Linked DNA regions of Mus musculus: region 2 is linked to region 1. Evidence: chromatin contacts called from public promoter capture Hi-C data. All regions are on one chromosome and are shown on one strand. The core of a region is the stretch at or near the end of the contact, and the rest is flanking DNA. Distances in the headings are between cores, read along the strand shown. Region 1 overlaps Arih2 (ariadne RBR E3 ubiquitin protein ligase 2). Region 2 holds the start of Slc25a20 (solute carrier family 25 (mitochondrial carnitine/acylcarnitine translocase), member 20).

Evidence for each region. Promoter capture Hi-C pulls out the DNA fragments that hold promoters and counts their contacts.
Region 2: a contact with region 1 is called in a promoter capture Hi-C map of macrophages, with 7 read pairs. The contact joins the promoter of Slc25a20 here to the enhancer-like site in region 1. A contact is called at or near these places in 7 of 39 promoter capture datasets (3T3-L1-derived adipocytes, the C10 cell line, embryonic stem cells and 3 more), 7 of 484 Hi-C or Micro-C datasets (CD8 T cells, bone marrow-derived macrophages, embryonic stem cells and 2 more), 4 of 115 datasets of contacts at active chromatin or transcription factors (the HPC-7 cell line, embryonic stem cells and microglia) and 3 of 9 other capture datasets (adipose tissue, liver and pancreatic islet).

What each region holds. Positions count from the first base shown.
Region 1 is chr9:108,625,188-108,628,311 of GRCm38.p6, reverse strand. The region is part of intron 3 of Arih2 (ariadne RBR E3 ubiquitin protein ligase 2); the gene reads left to right. Among named protein-coding and RNA genes, the nearest start is that of Arih2, 23 kb to the left of the region's middle. Within about 2 kb of position 1,526, at least 21 of the 459 cell types and tissues checked have an H3K27ac peak or open chromatin away from gene starts, as enhancers often do. A contact at or near this core is called in bone marrow-derived macrophages and macrophages, where this site is marked.
Region 2 is chr9:108,660,563-108,663,544 of GRCm38.p6, reverse strand. It overlaps Slc25a20 (solute carrier family 25 (mitochondrial carnitine/acylcarnitine translocase), member 20), which reads right to left and starts at 1,409. Exons shown (of 9, transcript NM_020520.5): 1 at 1,213-1,409. The coding sequence starts at 1,317.

The DNA of each region.
Region 1 (3,124 bases), core at 277-2,776:
ACAAAAGAAAACATTTGACTGGGACTTAGAGTTTCAGAAGTTTAGAAGGTTTTCGTCATGGCAGGAAACTTGTTGGCACACAGGCAGGCACAGGGCTGGAGAATTAGCTGAGAGTTGTATCTTCGTTGGAAGAGAGAGACTGCTTGGAATGGGCTATGTGAAAACTCATGGCCCACCCTCAGTGACACACTTTCTCCAACAAGGCCACACCTCCTAATCCTTTCAAATTGTGATACTTCCTGGGGACCGAGTATTCAACTCTGAGATATTATGGGGTCATTCTTATTCAACCCACTATAGTTACCAAGATAGTTTCCATCCTGAGCTGGCTGTTTTGTTTGACTTCATTTTGATTATCTCTAAAATTCTTAGCTTATGAGGGCATATGTCTCTAGCAGTTCTTAACCTGTGGATTGTGAAAGGTTTAGCAAACCTTTATCTCCAAAAATAATTTTCATTATGATTCATAACTGTCGCAAATTTACAGTTATGAAGTAGCAATGAAAATAATTTTGTGGTTAGGGATCATCATAGCATGCGGAACTGTATTAAGGATCGCGGCATTAGCAAGGTTGAAAACTCCTGTTCTAGAGCAGCTTATGAAGTGGTGAGGCTATAGGCTTCTGTGCTGTTATCCTTGTTTGGGACCACCTGCTGGTTGATAATACAAACTAAAGTATTTGTATAGATGTCATTACGTCTCAGTGAGGAAATCTTAACAATACATACCTAAATCCTGAATTTCCCTGTGGTCTCTGCTTTTCGTCCAGCACCTTGCTTTTGAAGTATTAATAAAATTGAGTGGCACAGTCACTAACTCTTTAAAACCAGAAAGGAAAACTTGACTCCTATACTGCTGTCTACTTCTGTAGGTCTCTCTGTGTCACTAAGTGGTAATTGCTGAACATGTTTGAAAGTCTGTGGTAGAGAGATAACTTTTCAGTTTCCTTTACAAACACAGACTATAAAGGACGTTGTTAGATGTTTGACACCTTTGGGAAGTACTGGTGATCAGAAACACTCATTTTGACACGTGTAAAGTCAATGTTTTTTGAAATAAAGATCTGGAGATGCTGTATTGGATTGCGGCCTATAGGCAGTACAGAATATTATGTAGGGTAAATGTCATCAAGAAGTGTCCTTCAAGTTGGAAGGACAGGTTCCCACCAGCATCTGCTCCATCTTGTTATAGGTATTGAGGGCTCAGGGAAAAGGGGGAGAAAGGCAGAAAGATGGACTGTACCTGATTTCTGCTCTAACCCCATTTTTATTCTATGAAATGCTCTTCAAGCCACCATGAAAGTTGAGGGTAGGCCTACCCCACCCCCTTTTTTCTTGTTTGTGGTATGTTCGTATGCCTGCATGCTTACAGTGTGTACAGGCAGACATGGGTTGTATGTGTGTGTGTGAGCATTACTGTGGAGACTAGAGGTCCTAGAATTCTTCCCAGTGACTCTCTACCTTATATGGAGTTAGGGTCTTTGAGTCCAGAGTTTGCTAATCAGTGTGCTCTAGGGGTCACATGTCTGGGCCTCTTGAGCATGCTGGGAATACAGGCAAGCTGCCAAGCCTATTCCACACTTAAAGGGTGCTGGGGATCCCGACTGTGGTCATCATACTTGCTTGCCAAGCACTTTACCCACTGCACACTGCTCAGCCCACTCCAGGGAAGTGCCAGTGTTGGCTTGCTTCCCCTTCCCTGCCTTTGCAGTCATCGTTTTTTCTTAGCTCCAAGTCAGATGGCCTGATTTTGGTATGTGTGTGTGTTGACACTGAGTGTGGTTTGGGCACAAATATGATAGGTCACAGACAGGCCACTAAGCAAACTAACCTGAAAGACATTCCTTGTGGACATTGAGTGACTTTGAGAATATGGCAAGTTGATAGCAAAACATTCAGTGGAACTTCTTAGGCTTGGTCAGGTAAACTGTCGTAGGGCTAGTGAAAATTACATGACCGTCTAGAATTTATAATATATAATCAGTTAGCCTTTGTTTAAAACTGTTAAAATTACAGCTAGGATGGTGGCACACACCTATATCCCAGCACTCATGAAGTAGAGGCAGAAGAATCAGTTTACATTCAAAGTCTCAGCGTAGGTACAATGACATAACAAGACCCTGTTTCAAAAGCAAACAGGGGCAGGAGAGTTGACTCAGTTGTTAAGAGCCCTGGAAACCCTGGAAGCCCTTCTTGATTCTAGATTCAGTTCCCAGTTCCCACATGGCAGCTCACAACCCTCTGTAACTCCAATTCTAGGTGGTCTGATGCCTTCTTCTGGCCTGCTTGGTCACCAGTCATACAAGTCTGTGCAGACACACATGAAAGCAATGCATCCAGGACCAGAACACCATGAAATAAAATTAAAAAGAAAATAGCACCTGCAAGATTACCCATTGGGTAAAGACACTTTGCTGCATAAGCCTGGCCATGACCCAAATTTGATCCCTGGAACTGACCTAAAAGTTTAGCGGGGCATGGTGGCGCACACCTTTAATCTCACCCAGCACGTGGAAGGCAGAGGCAGGAAAGTCTGTAAGAAGCCAACCTGGGCCGGGCATGGTGGCTCACGCCTTTAATCCCAGCACTTGGGAGGCAGAGGCAGGCGGATTTTCTGAGTTCGAGGCCAGCCTGGTCTACAGAGTGAGTTCCAGGACAGCCAGGGCTACACAGAGAAACCCTGTCTCGAAAAACAAAAAAAAAAAAAAAAAAAAAAAGAAGAAGAAGAAGCCAACCTGGCCTACATAGTGAGTTCCAGAATAGCCAAGGCTATATAAGTGAGACCTGTCTTAAAAAAAAAAAAAAAAAAAGATGGGTGGATAACAGTCGGCTTCACAGGTTGTCCTCTGACCTCCACACAGGTACCATGTCACATGCATCACCCTCAATAAGGGCACTGCAGTTAGAACTCACTTTGTAAACCAGGTTGGTCTCCAATACACAGAGATTTTCCTGCTTCTGCCTCTCTAGTGTGGTGATGGGAGGCTTGCACTGCCATGCCCAGATAAACTTGTAGAAAAATAGAAATCAGTGCTTTAAACAAAGTCTTGGGCTGGAGAGATGGCTCAGCAGTTAAGAGCACTGACCTCTTTTCCAGAGGTCCTGAGTTCAATTCCCAGCAACC
Region 2 (2,982 bases), core at 160-2,659, 35 kb before region 1:
TCTTAGGAGCACTAAGAATAAGAAGCACAGCCTTTGCTACTGATAGGATCTGATTTCTCACAGATGAACACTACAGAGTCTCCTCGGGATGAGCTGTCTGTGGTGAGCCTCACTTTGAACAGAGGCCGTGAGATAGCCTGCTGTCAAGCCTGCCAAGGAAGAGCCCTTGGATACTGTTCTCTTTCAGAGGAAACTGGATCTGACATCCTATCAAGCCCCCAACCGAGGTTACCACCTTTATGAGATTCACATCTTCTCTGGCTTCCAGCCCCCAGCAACACGCCATCCACACACACAAAAGACTCATGTCTTCTTCTCACAGGCTCATCCTGGCTATGACCTGTCATTTCCTTTCAGGTCTATGTCCATAAAAAAAGAAGAAGAAGAAGAAGAAGAAAAAAGAAACCTATAAGCTACGAGCTTATATGAGCTCATCTATGAGCTAAGTCATCGAATATAGATTTTAGTCTCCACAAGACCTGGCTGAGAGTACAGCAAGAGGAAGAATAAAAGGCTGAGGAGAGAAAGGTCCCCTCGATTTCCACACCTGAGCCTGGCTGGTCATTGCTTGCTATGGGGGTGACTATGCAGCTTACCCTGCAGTGAATGACTGGCTGTAAATGGCCAGGTGCCTCTTCAGGCAAAGAAAAGTGCACAAGAGATAGGCTATGGGACACACCGGCTTTACGAGACTGTGTCAAAGGACATCTCTGCCACCTTTGTCCTTAATTTGTGGGGGAGGTCAAGTCTACAGATAACCTGTTCCAATCTTTATAACAATATCAGGGTTAACCGGGCACAGACAGCAGCTTTTTCTTTCTCATCTCCAAAGAAGTGCGCAGGGCTCAAAAAAAGACTGCCATCCGAAGACCTTGAAATAGGAGCTGTAGGGCTCTTAGGGCGCGAGGTACAGCCTCTGTCTATTTCGTATTGATTCTCGAGAGGAAAAAAAAATTGTTTTGAGGTGCCAGGGAGTTGAATGCAGAGCCTCTGGCCGGGTTAGGTAAAGCAGCGCTTCCTAGTAAACTACATACCAACCCTCTGTAAACTTCCCACGGAAGGAAGCATCCATCAGCCCGGCTCCACTTCTGTTCAGAAAGGCAGCACCTCGCGGCGGTCCCTACTTTCCACGTAACCCCCCCCCCCCCCCCCACACACACACACACCGCCCCGGGGCATTCCTCCACAAGCCCCCGTCCACACTCCGCGCACCTTGACCGTGTCCAGGGGGTGCCCCACAAACACCAGGCACATGCCGCCGAAGCCGCCAGCCAGGAGGTTCTTAAACGGACTGATGGGTTTCGGCTCGTCTGCCATGCTCAGTCTTCTGTCTGTCTGTCTGTCAGCTCCGGGCAGTCTTGGTCTTGCTCCGCTGCCCGAGCGGCTCCGCCGACCTTTCACCTACATTCAGGTGGGCGGGGCCGTGGGCAGGTCGGAAAGAGGGCCCAGTCGTACTAGCCTGGCTTCCGCCCTGAAGTCTACTTCCGGCTGCCCTCCTCCTTAGTGGGCGGGGCTCTTTCCCTAATGATGTATGGGAGGGGCTTGGGAATGATTGTCAGGGACTTACTCCTCCAGGAAGTCTTCTTGGACTTGAGTTTTTTTCTTTCTCTGGTCCTCTGTGGTCCTATGCATCTGTGCACTCCCCAGAGGTCGCATACACCCTTTTGCGTGACAGCCACTTTTTTTTTTTTAGGTGCTGAAGAGTGGAGGTACCCCATAGAGGTCCCTGTCTTTGATAAGCCTTGACTAAGTTAAAAATGGCATATGTCCTATGGTAAAAATGGCTCTATAGGAAAATAAATCCGGGAAGAAGTAAAGTGTGGGAGACAAATAATTTGTAACTAATTTGTTAAACAAGAGAAGCTCTCATTAGGAAGGCAAAGGATTAAGATCTAGGGCATGGAAATGAGTCCTGTCTAAAGATACCCGGTAAAGGATGAAGGACCTTTCTGGCAGAAGATAAAGAAAATTTGAAAACTCTGAGATGTCTGTGTTGTCAAATCTGAGAAACCACAGGCCACAGGGGTGGGAATGGGGTGCGGTGGGATGGTGGAGCAGCCAGTGAGGACAGGAGAAACGGAGACTACTCATCAGGAGGAACTGTGAGGACATCAGTCTCTTCTATGACAGGTTTTAGATGGAGACTAACAATCTCAGATCGGATTTTAAAACAAACAGACAAAAATCAGGATCGCTGTAACTGCTGGTGAAAACAGCCAGAGGAAATCCAGGGGGCTGGAGAAAGTTAAAGGTCATGAGTAGAAATGTTGGCTTGGACCAGCACATAGCAGAGTTGTTAACGAGGTGCGATCCAATGGTGAATATTTTCTAAAGGAAAACCCGAAGGACCTGTTAGTGAACGGAAATTCATTCTGCTCACTACTCATGCAGAAGCTGCAGAAGCTGGCTCAGCAGCTCAGAGAACTGGCTGCTCTTACAGAGTACCTGGGTTCTGTTCCCTGCACCCTCGTAGCAGCCCAGAACTGTCTGAAACTATACTTCCATGAGACCTAATGCCCTCTTTGGGCCTCTTTGGGCACCAAGCACACATACATTCATGGAGGCAAAGACTCAAGGACACAAAATAAAAATGAGTAAATATATATTTTTTTTTTAGAAAAAGTTTTGTGAGAGAGGCTTACGGGACAATGCTAATGTTTTTGGCCTTAGCAACTAGAGAGAAGACATCATCTTTAACTGAGATTGGGGAAGAGATGGGGTCAAGCAGATTAGAGGATGGTAAAGGACATTTTAGACATAATTAGTTTGAGATTTCTATTAATAGATCTATCTCCTGATCCAGGATTCTGTAAAGAGGCTCGGGCTAGTGGTTAAATTCAGTATTAACGAGTGAAATTAGATCACCAAGAGAGTGGGAACCCTCACAACCCCTGAAACCCTTCCCCTTCTAGTGTTTAGAGATCAAATAGATGAGGAAGGGCCTACAAAATAAGCAAAGAAGTAGGAGACCAAAGAATCTGC